Regions from separate parts of the Zea mays genome. Here all the other regions are linked to region 3. Evidence: chromatin contacts called from public Hi-C data. All regions are on one chromosome and are shown on one strand. Each heading gives the region's core, a stretch centred on a gene start, on an enhancer-like site or on the middle of the called end of the contact. The rest is flanking DNA. Distances are from core to core; before and after follow the strand shown. Region 1 holds the start of LOC103629419. Region 2 holds the start of LOC100501338. Region 3 holds the start of LOC100191580.

Region 1 (4,634 bases), core at 1,719-4,218, 290 kb before region 3:
CCTTCGTCCTCCGAAGCATTATCTCCTTACGGGTATAATGCTTCTCAGACGAAAGTCAAGAAGGACATACCTTCATCATATCAATGCAAGGATAGGAATGCGAAGGAATAAATTAACTATATCTTAATAGTTCATTTATTATTTCTTTCTATAAAACATATATGAATATCAACAATGTTAATATTACATTGATACCTTCGGCTTGCTCGAAGGCGAGGATGCGAGAGAGTGAATATAATCCAGCGTGAACAGTACAGTGCCACTGTTCATCTATTTATAGGCACGGGACGCAGCCCGAGTAAAAGTACATTTTGTCATTGTCAACCGTCAACAATTATAATACAAAACATTAAGGACTAAATAGTCTTTGTCCTTTTTTGGTTATTGTTGCATTTGGTCTTCATCGTCAACCCGAGCCGAAGTCCCTTGACTATAGCTTCATCACCCATTTTTTGTCACCTTCGGGTTTCACCTCTACTCTTGTCATAGAAGACCTCTATGTCGAAGCTGAAGCCTTCTACAATAATCTGTGTCATACTGAAGTCATACGATTAATTACGTTTTTGAGGACCTTCGAAGGAGGAAGGACCCAACATATATGATTATAGAATTTTGTTATATGAACTTATCCTAACGCCTGATGCTTAAACTTCAAAGTTCATATAAACAAAGCCACTTTCAAAAACCTTAATCCTCACATACTTGAGATATTGTTGTCATCAATGATCAAAAAAGGAGAGATTGGAATTATCTAGGTCCTCAAGTGTTTTGATGATTAATACCAACATAAGGTTATTGTATGTGTGTTTTATAAAGACAAATTTGAGTTTGGTCATCAAACCCTATGAATAGTTGCCTCATCAGACCAACGTGGATAGGTCCGATGAGTGTTGCGGAGTGACTAAAGAGATTCTAGTAGGCGTCGAACTGGTCTGATGGTAAACGTCGGACCATATACCCAAAGTGGCGTTCAAACTGCTAGTTCTCACATAGTAGCATAATAGTTATTGTTGTGCCTCGTTGGATCACGTGTTATGGTCTGACGGTGATTGTTCATTGGTCCAACGACCGCATTTTTAGCTTGAGTTGCCTATAATGGTTAGTTGTCGTTTTAAGTCTATAAATACCCAACCAATTGTTGCCCTTGTCCCATTTAATAGCCAAAGCAACAGACACACACACACACACACACACACACATATATATATATATATATATATATATATATATATATATATATATATATAGTGTGATGAGGAGCTATTGCATAGGGAGGGACTTGAGAGTCAGATTTCACACAATTAGCAACCTTATTAGTACAAACAAGAGTGATTCACCCATTGATCTCATTAGCCTCGATAGATTCAAGTGAGAGTTTATTCTTCTTACTCTTGGTGATTGGCATCATCTAGATTGTTTGATGGCGATAGGAGTGTGGTGTTTGTCCAAAGCAATTGTGGGTGATCCAGCTTGGGGCATGTATACATTTGTAAGCGGTTCAAAATGTAGGAGAAACGAAGAACCAGTTTATAGAGAACACTTGGTATAAGAACCAGTTCATAGGAGAGGCAAAGAACCGATTCATGTTGTGTTGAATCTTTTACCATTTTTGTGCTAATCATGCATGTTGCCACTGCTAAGGGCATCCGCAATGGTATGGGCTAGTTACTAGTTCTACGATAACCTCTCCAATGATATTAAGTGTGTGTTTGGTAGGACTCACCTCCGGCTATCCTGGAGAAGCTCTAGCAAACGTTTTAATTGGAGGAGTCGTTTTACATGGAAAAATGAGGCGAAAACGGCTCCGGCTCTTTTGGAGGAGCCTTTGGTGAGGAGCCCTATCAAACACACCTCTATGACTTGTTTTAGAGTAAGGATACTAGAGGGGATTGAATGGGGCTAAAATCTCTTGTTATTCAAAAATTAATAGTAAGAGAATTTTAGCCCCTCCAATGCCCCTTCGTTATCCTCGATCTCAAACAAGCCCCTAAGAACCTATTTTGAAGGACCTAGTTTTTTTTTAAAAAAACTGGTTTATAGAAACTAGAGTGGTTCCAAACGTATCAGTTTATGCTCTAGTTAATTTATAGAAATTGGATTCCCAGTTTCTTAAAAACCAAGAAGCTACTTTTTTCTAGCTAAAACAAGCTTTTGTTTGTTTAATTACATCAATGCCCTTATTGGTTTCATGAATTTACATCTATTATCACCGCTTCTTAAAATAGAGAAAGGATATGCTAGTAATTGTGTATCAAAAAACTAGAAACTAGTTTCTTAGAAACTAAGTTCCAACCACCCCATTATTCAACTTTTTTCCTTTATAAACCAGTTTCTAGAAACTATATATAAACTCTTTTTCTAACCCCCGTGTGCTTCTAAATAGGCCCTAACTTTTAGCATATATATAGCTCAAACATCAATAGCCCCATATGACATTCTCATATATAAACTTGAAATGTGTGCGGTGTGCATAAGCTAGCTAAAACTAACTTTTTTTTTCTCACTTTTATTAAAGTATGAAGCAATATGTTTTGAGCGCTCGTAAGTTACATGCACCAAAGTGTTTTCCCCACCGATATTATCCACCATCCCACTTGATCAGCTAGGTCAAGCGTGTAACCACTGACCCCACCTACATTTGCGTTCTTGATGCATGCCACGTCTTGCTATTGCTGCTAACCACGAACTTGCCCCCCCTTCGTCGTCTCCATATTTGTTTAACACTTATTTTAATTTTCTACATACGTACAGTTGTTTATGAAAGTAGCTAGGGCGTGTACGTACGTCGCTGTCAGGCGTCCAGACAGCAGTCACACACAGCACAAAGTCATACGTACATATATATCTTTTTGCCGGTCCTGTACTTTTCCCGCCCCAGGCTGCGACGCACGTTCCTGTGTTTTGAATTCAATTCCGACGGTTTGATTTGAAAATTCCATGTCCCAATAAGGACCGCTACGAATTCAAAAACTTTTATTTGAATTCAACTCGAACCGTTACACCTCTTCTTCCCGAGAAGAAGAAAACAAAATAGACGAAAAGGTTCACGTCGCCATCGCCACTGTCCGGTGCTCTCGTTCCGCGAAGACGCCAAGAACTAACGCGCGCCGATGCAAGCGGCTTCTCGCCCCTAGCTAGCTTAGCTAACCTTCGTCGCTCGCAACGCGAGCTAACCTTCTGTGCGGCTTCGCGCGCGCCCCATGCAAGAGAGAAGGGCGAAGCTGCTCCTCGTCCTCCTCCCGCCTCCCTCATACTTTCCCCCCCGGCTACACCTTCCACGCCATGCGCCCGTATAAACCGCCAGGCGAGGCCACCCGCCCGCTTTACCGCATCCTGCTGCACCCGCATCTGCTGATAATCCCGCGATCGACGAGGCCACCATGTCATCGTCGCTGCGGTTCCTGCGGCCGAAGAACGACGGCGGCGGCGGAGACGACGGGTGCTTCGACGGCGTCGAGCTGGAGGTGACGGTGCTGTCGGCGGACTCGCTGCGCCTACCGCCGTCCTACTCGCCGCTGCCCCGCCGGCTGCGGCCGTACGTGACCGTGGCGTCGTCGGACGCGCCCGCCGGCTCGGCCTGCAGCACGGCGGTGGCAGTGGGGAGCGGCGGCGGCGGCGGCGAGCACGCGTGGGGCGACACGCTCGTCGTCCCCGTGGGCGCGGGCTTCCTGGAGGGCCGCGCCCACGTCCACGTCTCCGTGCTCTCGGAGCCCGCCTGCCGGCTCGTCGGCGCCACGCCGCTGGGCTGGTGCCGCATCCCCGTGGCCGACGTGCTCGACGGCCTCCGCCCGCCGCGCGCGCTCCGCCGGCTCAGCTACTCGCTGCGCTGCCCGCGCCGAGGCGGGGGCGGGGGCGCGTGGGGCCACGGCGTCGTGCACCTCTCCGTGCGCCTGCTTGGCCTCCGCGACGACGCGCCGGCAGCCACGGCCACGGCCACGGACGCGACGCCGCCGGTGCAGCAGGGTTGGTGCCGCGTGGCGATGGGCATCCCGGTGTCCGGACCGTCGTCGGCGGCCGCTTCCGCCGTCGTCGGGATGCCCTTGTCGTGGGGCGCCACCACGTCACGGTGACGGGGCCACGACTAGCCGTGGAAAAACGGTGGAATTTTTGCCGGCGATCAGTCGATGTCGACCAGCGAGCGCGGTACGACCAGGTCGTGATTGGGGCTTTTTCACGCGTCAGGAATAGGAATAGCGGCTGGAAAAGGAAACTAGTGCGTTTAGTCAAAAAAGGTGCCTTCCAATCTTCCATGCAGCTACCTAGACGCCGCTGAGGCTGGAGTGTGGGACCAAAGTGCATGATGAATAGTAATTGTAAATGTCTACTGTTTATTTCAAGTCTAACCAAAGGTACCCGACGTCCAAATCAAAGTCAGAGTTGATATGTGCGCTCGACGAAAGATGCCAAGCGATTGTTGTCAACCTAGAGGGTCGTTCGGTTCCTGGAACGATGACACGTGAAACGATTTAAGGTCGGATTGTTTATCAAAAGCTAGCTATTCGAATTTTTGGGTTGTAATTTATAGAAACAAAACATTGTAAAATTAGTAGAAGTTGGTATAGATTAAAATAAAGCGAACATGCTATATATAACTTACAAATTTACTAGATTTGTGCCGGTGCATTGCTACGAGA
Region 2 (4,084 bases), core at 224-2,723, 500 kb before region 3:
TTTCAGTTTAGCGTAAAGTCAGCTGTAAAACTCAGTACCGTCACATGGGAGAAAACAACAGACATAGTAAGGTAACACAAGGAACCTACATATACCCTAAGATGAGAAACGTCCAACACAAAAGCTACCAATAGTCCCACGACAATATGAGCACAAGCAATCTTGAGAGAATCACATCTGTGCACGCTACTCCACATGACAATGACCAAGACCAAAAGCACCATCTGTATCTATAGCAATAGAGCACTTAGATATCATTACTGACCAAAACAAAGCACAGCCACAGCCTTGTTATCTTGTCCTCTTGAATAGAGAAGCAATTACAGAGAACCGCAAATAAACTTTGGCAACCGCAACTTGATTTGTTTGTCACAATCTCTTAGTGCAAAAGATGGCAACAAATTATCAAAGTCCATTTTGTCTTACTGAATGACAACTTCTCAACCAATCATGTGATCGATTACCCTTGATTTTTTTTCTTTGCATCAACTTGTGATGCACATGCAGCTGACAGTAGATGAGTCAGCATAAAGGTATCGTGCAACCATATTAAAACCTATAATCTGGAAACCACCAAAAGCAATTTGTGTAACAGTGAAGGCTAGAACTACTGATGAAAAACATACAACCTTGATGGTTCAAGCTGAAGTTCAGGCCAGATCTAACTGGGTTCAAGCTATAGCACCCACATAACCATAGACCCCATCCGGAGACACCCTACCTCAAATTCAATCAAATTGGCACTTGGGAGTGACAGTCAGGGATCTCTCGCAACAGTAAACAGCATCCTACCAAAACAAACGTAGCCTTCGGCTGAAGGTGAAATTAAGGACACAGGCGAAACAAATTTCACATCGGGTTTCAGCTCTGGGACAACAGGCAAATATCTCGCTCAAACTAAAGTCTGGAGCAATGTCTCGCAACAGGGGGTGGGGATGGGATCTCCCTACCAAGTCTAACCCAGACCCAACGGGAACAGGCTTGGTTAGCTGGTGTTTCCCAACAAAGCAGCCTGCCGCCCCTTCGCCGGGACCACGCCCCACGGTATGAGACGATCCGCGCAGAAATCATCGCAGAGGCACTGAAACTCTCGAGGGCGGACGAATCCATCCGATACGGTGGCCTCGAGCTCGACACTACTCAACGCATCAACGCAGGTCGCTGTCGCCTAAATCACCCACAGAATCCCGCCGGCATCTCAGCGCAAGCCACCCGCCCAAATTGAAGTACTGAACAAACCCAACGGCATGCCAAAAAGGACGGCGTGAGATCACGGGTTCGGTACACGGGCGAGCCAGCGAGCGAGCGGTGCTGAAACGAAGGTTCTAATCAGGAATTCACGGGCGAGTGAGCGATGAGCCTCGTCGTTACCTGCGCGGAGCGGAGGCGAGTGGCAGGGGAAGGGGATGCCGTCGGGAGGGATGGAGGGGCCGCGAGAGCAACGGGATGCGGGTATTTATAGCCAGGCGAACGAGGTGGAAGAGAGACGGGCGCGGGTGGCAGCAGCCGGTAGCCGTGAGACTATCCGCAACCGTTACCCCTAAATTTTTCCTCCTATATCACTTTTTCCCTCTATTTTCCTCCCTATTTTTTAATCTCCCGCAGCGGTTCCCCCTAAATACTCCCCCTATACCCCACTACCACTATAAAATATCATTTTCTATACCAACTATCAATTTTTTATCTACTAACAATTACTCGTGGACCCACAGTACAGTGTTGTAGGGAGTGAACAGTGAAACGCTAAGGGCCTGATTGGTTGCCGTATCTAGGCAGCATGGCCGAGCGAGCCAGGTCCGCGGCAGCCTGGCTGTGCATCGCGTGAGCCTGGCTCCACAGATGCGCAGATTTTGGTCGCATCTCCAGAGCCTGGCCCGAGCTCCTTTTTTGCATCGCGAGACACAGGCGCTGATGCATATGCGGCAAACCAAACAAGCGGCAAAGTAGCACGCGCCTGGTTACGTGGATGCAACCTACAACCAAATACACTACGACCGCATACCGTGAGCCTGGTTGGCCTATATGCGGGCAACCAATCAGGCCCTAAATTGAGGGAGAGAGAGAAGAGGGCCGCCGACTAGAGGGCCATTTAGGGGAGGGCGCTGCAGCTGGTAGCGGTTACCTGTAGCCGCCATCCACGCGCAAGGGGAGGGGTAGAGTCATGCGCTGCGGACAGTCTGAGCCGCCCCCGGCGATAGGCGGCGCGGGGTCGCTCGCGGTGAGCGTTCGCACCTCGGATTGGCCGGTTCGATTGGGTCGAGTCGAGCGAGTGACGGCCTGACGGGGTCCGTGCGCGTCCCCGATTTCGGGGGCGAGGACCGTAGGCCACGTCAGCGCGCCGCGTAAACTGCAGAGCGTTCCGTGCCGTTGCACTGCACGGCGGCGGCCAAGGGCCATCCCGTGTGCACTACGGCAAGTAGTACAACACTAGCTAGTGTCCGCGTTCTTCGGAGTACTTTTCAGCGTGGCACGCTTTGCGGCCCCTGCTCCTCCGTCCAAAAAAAAAAGATGTTTTTCTCTTTTCAATAACGCTAGCTTAAATTTAAAAATCACCTAAGTGTGTAGAAACTAATTTCCTTACTATATTAAAACATCAGTTTCGACGGTTGTCTTTCGTCATATTTTTATGTAAAACCTCTTGTATTTTGCTTCTCTCAACCTACCGTCCTCTCCCTTCCCACGACCCAACCACGTTGTCTCTCGCTATCTGCAGTCATCACAATGAAACACATATCCATCCATTCGCCCTGGCTTCTCTGTACGCTATAAAACCGCATTCACCGTCACCCTCCACGCCTAACAAACCACCATGACCGAGCGGCTCGCCCCGTCTGCCGCCACCCTCCACGCTTTAATTGTTGCCACTCCGTTTCCCCACATGGAATAGCCCGTCCGAGGAGTGAGTGATTTCTATTTCCATATCTCGCCCCCTCCCACCCCCACCCTACCTCGCATAGAAAGAAGATGGAGGCGCGGGTCTCACTAGAGCTCTAGACGAGCATGTGCCTGCGGTTGGGACGTGTGTCCAGCGGCGCCCTTCTCATCACCCGCAACTCCTCTGCAGGCACCGACGATGTTGAAGAAGTCAGCGTGATTGAGGCTGGATCCGCGCGGGGTGGGGTTGCGCGAAGACTACAACGAGTAGATCTCGACGCTGGAGAGGTTGAAGCCCCGAGGGCTGCATGGACTCGGAGTGGGTGTGCAAGTACGAGCATGCTACTGTGTTGCTTGTTAGCAACAACACCTAGATTATCTCTAGAAGTTTAGATAAGGGGAGTTTGTGCGCTAGATAAGTTGGGTGATGTATATCTGATCAAACTGATTCAGCTTGAATGTAAAACTACTTGTTGTTGATTCCTCACGTATTTTTGCTCAGACTGCAATCTAGGGATAGAGTTAAGGGTTGACATGTCCATTTCCGATGCCAATTCGACTTCAATGATGCACTTTTGATGAAGGCTACTAGGATGTCTATAGAATTTGTCTATTGTCTCATCACTGACAAACTGCCATTCTATTTTTAACATATGGGCATGCAATGATTTTCCCTTTTTCTTTGAAGATTGGATCTTCGATCTTCCCGAGGATTTGTGGATGGAGAGTTTGAGTCAGCCAAATTCTTGCGCCCAGCTTCATCATTGTATCACGATGCTGAAGACTCACTAGTTATTATAGATTCGGAGGTATTATCCTTAATAGATTGGTGTTTGGAAATATATGAGTCTTTGTCTGAAGATGGAGGCGCGGGCTCGCTAGAGCTGCAGACCATAAGATCAAATCAGGCGAGTTTTGAGTATTATACTTGAACTATCAGTTTCTATAACTATAATGTTGGTGATTATGATTACTTAATCATAGGATGATTGGAATAGGAGTAGAATTCACTTGGACATGCTGAAATTAATTTCCTGAAACACACATCAGTAGAGCTGGCACGTGTATAGGTGCCACTGCAAGGAAAACTTGTGCATACATGTCAGAGTCGGTTACATTTGAGAGTATTTTTAGAGAACAGAAAAGGACCAAAGAGATCAATTAGAGAATATCCAAGTAAGATGGAGAAGTAAGTTGGTAAAAAGGTAAC
Region 3 (4,052 bases), core at 1,367-3,866:
AATGACATTAACTAATCTCTTGGGATTATTTTATGACACCACATGTAAAAGGATAAATATAGTTGTCATTTTTGTAAAAGTAACATACAAACATTACCAATGTGTGGAAAGAGCAATTTCAATACAATATGTACCTTTTCTAAAGCCTTCACATTTTTGCGCCATTTCCGGCCCTTGTTCCCACTTCTTTCTTCTTGGTGTAGGGCTTCAGCAGCTTTTTTTAACTCCCTGGCCTTCTTTCCCAGTTCAGTTGCTTCCTGCAGGATACATGTTTAACCTCAAGAAACATTGATATCCGAACAATCAATAATTACTATAGCAACAAAAAGATTGATCACAAGAGACACAAGCATCCGTTTTTCCGTTATGATCAAAATGTTGTACATGAGAATGTATGCCCACCTTTATATATTGTGAGCGTGTAATTACAGCTTTTGGACGACGAACAAATGAGAATATAAGTCCCAATGGAAGGCAGGCAATTCCGACACCACCAAATATCTACCAAAAAGAAAAGGTATAGTTAGCAGAATGAAAGAAAAAATTGCAGAACGATTACAGCATGGTTACAGGTTATAGCAGTACTAAATGACAGGTGAGCAGTGTTCTTATTTCACAATCAACTTTCCATATCTAAAAAAAATTTGGCGAATTTGAACAGAGCAATACCTATACACAAAATGTACATAAAACAAACCATTGAGTTGAAAATGAACTCACCGTGAAAAGCACAGATCCAACAATTGTAGTAAGAGCAACCACATATTCAGGGAAGGTAGCACGCATTGTCCAAGTTGTTTGCGAGTTAGCCGGTGCAGTAGAAGCCGCACACTGAAAACACAAGACAGAGGTCAGTTGCAACTAGTCAACAAATCTCTAGGCCTAATTGTTGGATAAAGTGGGGAAGTAGAGAACTAAGGATACTGACAAATTGATGGAGTCAGAGACTAGTGCTCATTCGGCGAAAACATAAAGACAGCAGAAAGAGACTAAAAGTCATCGACAAAGAAAATGGTAATTTCATATTTCAATGACTAACCTGACGAGTCAATGGACTAAAGCAAGGCTGGCCACTTGAGAATCCAGAAAATGAGTTTGGAAATGTCTGGACCGATGAAGATAGGTGCCTCACAGTGAAGTCCACTTTACCAACAAGTCCTGAAGTGCCAAATGGAGATGGAATCAGCCTACTTAGGTAAACACACACACACACCATCACAAGACTGAAAAGGCTTGATATTGCTGGAACTTAGGAACTCAATGATATCCGGTGATCACTTGATGACATAAATTTTTAGCCATAACCATCTCATGTTGTTAATGATCAGTAATTTGAGCAATAGGATCTGTATTAAAGGTAAAAGTAAGGTTACTATCAGGGCAACCCATCCTATACAATTGTAGCTGTCAAAGAAACAGTACATTTTTATCTCATTAGTCATATGACTGTAACACAAGAGGCAAACTATTTTTTTGTTGTGTAAACGAATGCCTATGTAATCTCACAACACATATACACAGCAGAAAGAAATACTCCCTCCGTTTTTTAAATTTGTCGTGTTTTAGTTCAAAAATGAACTAGCGGGCGACAAATACTCGATCGAGAACGGAGGGAGTACAAACTAAGCTCACAAAATCCTTGAGAGGAAGGGTACAGAATTCCAGATCTGAGCAGTTGTGTGGGTGGGGGTGGGGGGCAGAGCTCAAAATTGTCGTGTCGATTCGAACCCAAATGCAACACTGGAACCCACGACAAGGTTCGGGCAACAGATGCCACTTTTTTTAACTGAACTACACTAAAATGGTAGTAGTATTCAGAATCTCACTCCAATCCTGTAGAAATCATAAGAGCATCCTGAGTGGGGGTGAGAGAGGAATGGGGGAAGCATGGATTGATCCGCGCGCACCGTATAGAATGCCGAGGACGAGGCCGCACACCACCGCGGACGCGACGACCCAGATGAGCGCAGTCCTGAGCCTCTTCCCGACGGACCTGCAGGGAAGGCAGATCCAAATCAGCAGCGGGAATGAAGAAGAACGGATGGAAACGCAGGCAAGGGGGGAGGGGGGAAGCGGCGAGGGGGGAAGTTACTTGTCCTGGTCGCCCTCGTAGTAGAACATGGCGAAGGGGATGACGAGGAAGACGAGGACGGCGTCTACGATGTAGACGACGAGCCAGAGCGTCCTCATGGGGAGCGTGAGACTGCAGGCGCCGTTGTAGACGGCCTTGCGGCAGGCCTGGCGATTGGCGACGTCGGCAGGGAGCATGAGGATTGAGAGGACGGCGACGGTGAGGCCGAGCACGACGACGAGCTTGGGGAAGTAGGCCTGGTTGACGTCGTCGGGGTGCTGGTAGTTGACGAGCAGGTAGACGCTGACGAGCAGCACCAGCACGCTGACCACCGCCGCCACGATCACCAGCGCGACGTTGAAGTCCCCCATCGGGGTGGCCGCCGCCGGATCTCGCGCCCTTCCTCCTAGTCTCCAACTCCCACTAGGGTTTGGGCAGTCCCCCTCGCTCCGGCGGCGCCAGCGGCGCGGGGGGAGGGGAGCACCACCGGCGAGCGGGATCTGGGCAGGACGGCAGCGGTGGGTGCAAGAAGGGAGGCAGGTAGCTGCGGGCTACCAGCAGCGCGTGAGGGTAGAGGTGGGGTGCGGTGGGTAGTGGGTTGACGACGTCGAGGGGGGAAAGGGACGGGGGCGACTGGGAGAGGCAGAGGAAGGAGGCTGGAGGCCAACAGCGTGGGCTAGGCTGGCGCCGGCTCGGGCGGTTTGGTCGGGGTGGGGGCGGCTTTGGTTGGGTTCTCTTTTCGGCGGGCGGAGTGTTTTTCCTTCGGAGCGCTGTGCGTTCCGGACTCATGGGCCGAGACCGAATGGCCCACGATCAGCACTTGAAGGACGATAGCCCAACCACTGCCGAAGAGGCGCTGGCAGGCCTAATCCAACGGTTGCAGAAATTTGGTCCGTCGCTTCCTGTCCGTGGCCGTCGCTGCTGGTCTACGCCGGGACGTGAGCACGACAAGGACATCGCTGCGGTCGTCTCGTCGCTGTAGAAAAACAATCACACGCGAACACGGTGAGTATTTCTGTTACCAATTCATTTCTCCCTTTCTCCATACGAATGCAGTCGTACTTATAGACACTTACAAAGGCCGGCCCACAACGGTCTCGGTTCTAAGTGTTGAGAACCATTGATAGTCGCCTAGAGGGGGTGAATAGGGCGAAACTGAAATTTATAAATATAAACACAACTACAAGCCGGGTTAGCGTTAGAAATATAAACTAGTCCGCGAGAGAGGGTGAAAAACAAATCGCAAGCAAATGAAGAGTGTGACACGTGGATTTGTTTTACCGAGGTTCGGTTCTTGCAAACCTACTCCCCGTTGAGGAGGCCACAAAGGCCGGGTCTCTTTCAACTCTTCCCTCTCTCAAACGGTCCCTCGGACCGAGTGAGCTTCTCTTCTCAAATCAAACCGGGAACAAAACTTTCCCGCAAGGGCCACCACACACTTGGTGCCTCTTGCCTCGATTATAATGGAGTTTTGATCACAAGAACAAGTGAGAAAGAAAAGAAGCAATCCAAGCGCAAGAGCTCAAAAAGAACACGGCAAATCTCTCTCGCTAGTCACTAAAGCCTTGAGTGGAATTGGAGAGGATTTGATCTCTTTGGTGTGTCTAGAATTGAATGCCTAGCTCTTGTAAGTGGTTGAGAAGTGGAAAACTTTGATGCCATGAATGGTGGGGTGGTTGGGGTATTTATAGCCCCAACCACCAAAAGTGGCCGTTGGGAGGTTGTCTGTTCGATGGCGCACCGGACAGTCCGGTGCACACCGGACATGTCCGGTGCCCCCGCCACGTCATCACTGCCGTTGGATTCTGACCGTTGGAGCTTCTGACTTGTGGGCCCGCCTGGATGTCCGGTGCACACCGGACATGCACTGTTCCCTGTCCGGTGCGCCAGTATGGGCGACTCTGACTTCTGCGCGCGCTGCGCGCGCAATAAATGCATCGCAGGTAGCCGTTGGCGCCGGATAGCCGTTGCTTCGGAGTTG

What was found. A called contact is a pair of places that touch in the nucleus more often than the background predicts.
Region 1: a Hi-C map of leaf shows a contact between it and region 3, with 5 times the contacts expected there. The contact joins the promoter of LOC103629419 here to the promoter of LOC100191580 in region 3. A contact is called at or near these places in 2 of 25 Hi-C or Micro-C datasets (bundle sheath and leaf).
Region 2: a contact with region 3 is called in a Hi-C map of tassel, with 2.4 times the contacts expected there. The contact joins the promoter of LOC100501338 here to the promoter of LOC100191580 in region 3. A contact is called at or near these places in 3 of 25 Hi-C or Micro-C datasets (bundle sheath, ear and tassel).

The regions. Positions count from the first base shown.
Region 1 is chr6:72,903,647-72,908,280 of Zm-B73-REFERENCE-NAM-5.0, reverse strand. It overlaps LOC103629419, which reads left to right and starts at 2,968. Exons shown (of 1, transcript XM_008650548.3): 1 at 2,968-4,604. The coding sequence starts at 3,381. The coding sequence ends at 4,070.
Region 2 is chr6:73,118,373-73,122,456 of Zm-B73-REFERENCE-NAM-5.0, reverse strand. LOC100501338 reads right to left here and starts at 1,473. Exons shown (of 11, transcript NM_001362598.1): 1 at 1,372-1,473.
Region 3 is chr6:72,617,502-72,621,553 of Zm-B73-REFERENCE-NAM-5.0, reverse strand. It overlaps LOC100191580, which reads right to left and starts at 2,616. Exons shown (of 14, transcript NM_001137010.1): 1 at 2,093-2,616; 2 at 1,908-1,993; 3 at 1,040-1,158; 4 at 721-831; 5 at 403-501; 6 at 135-257. The coding sequence starts at 2,442.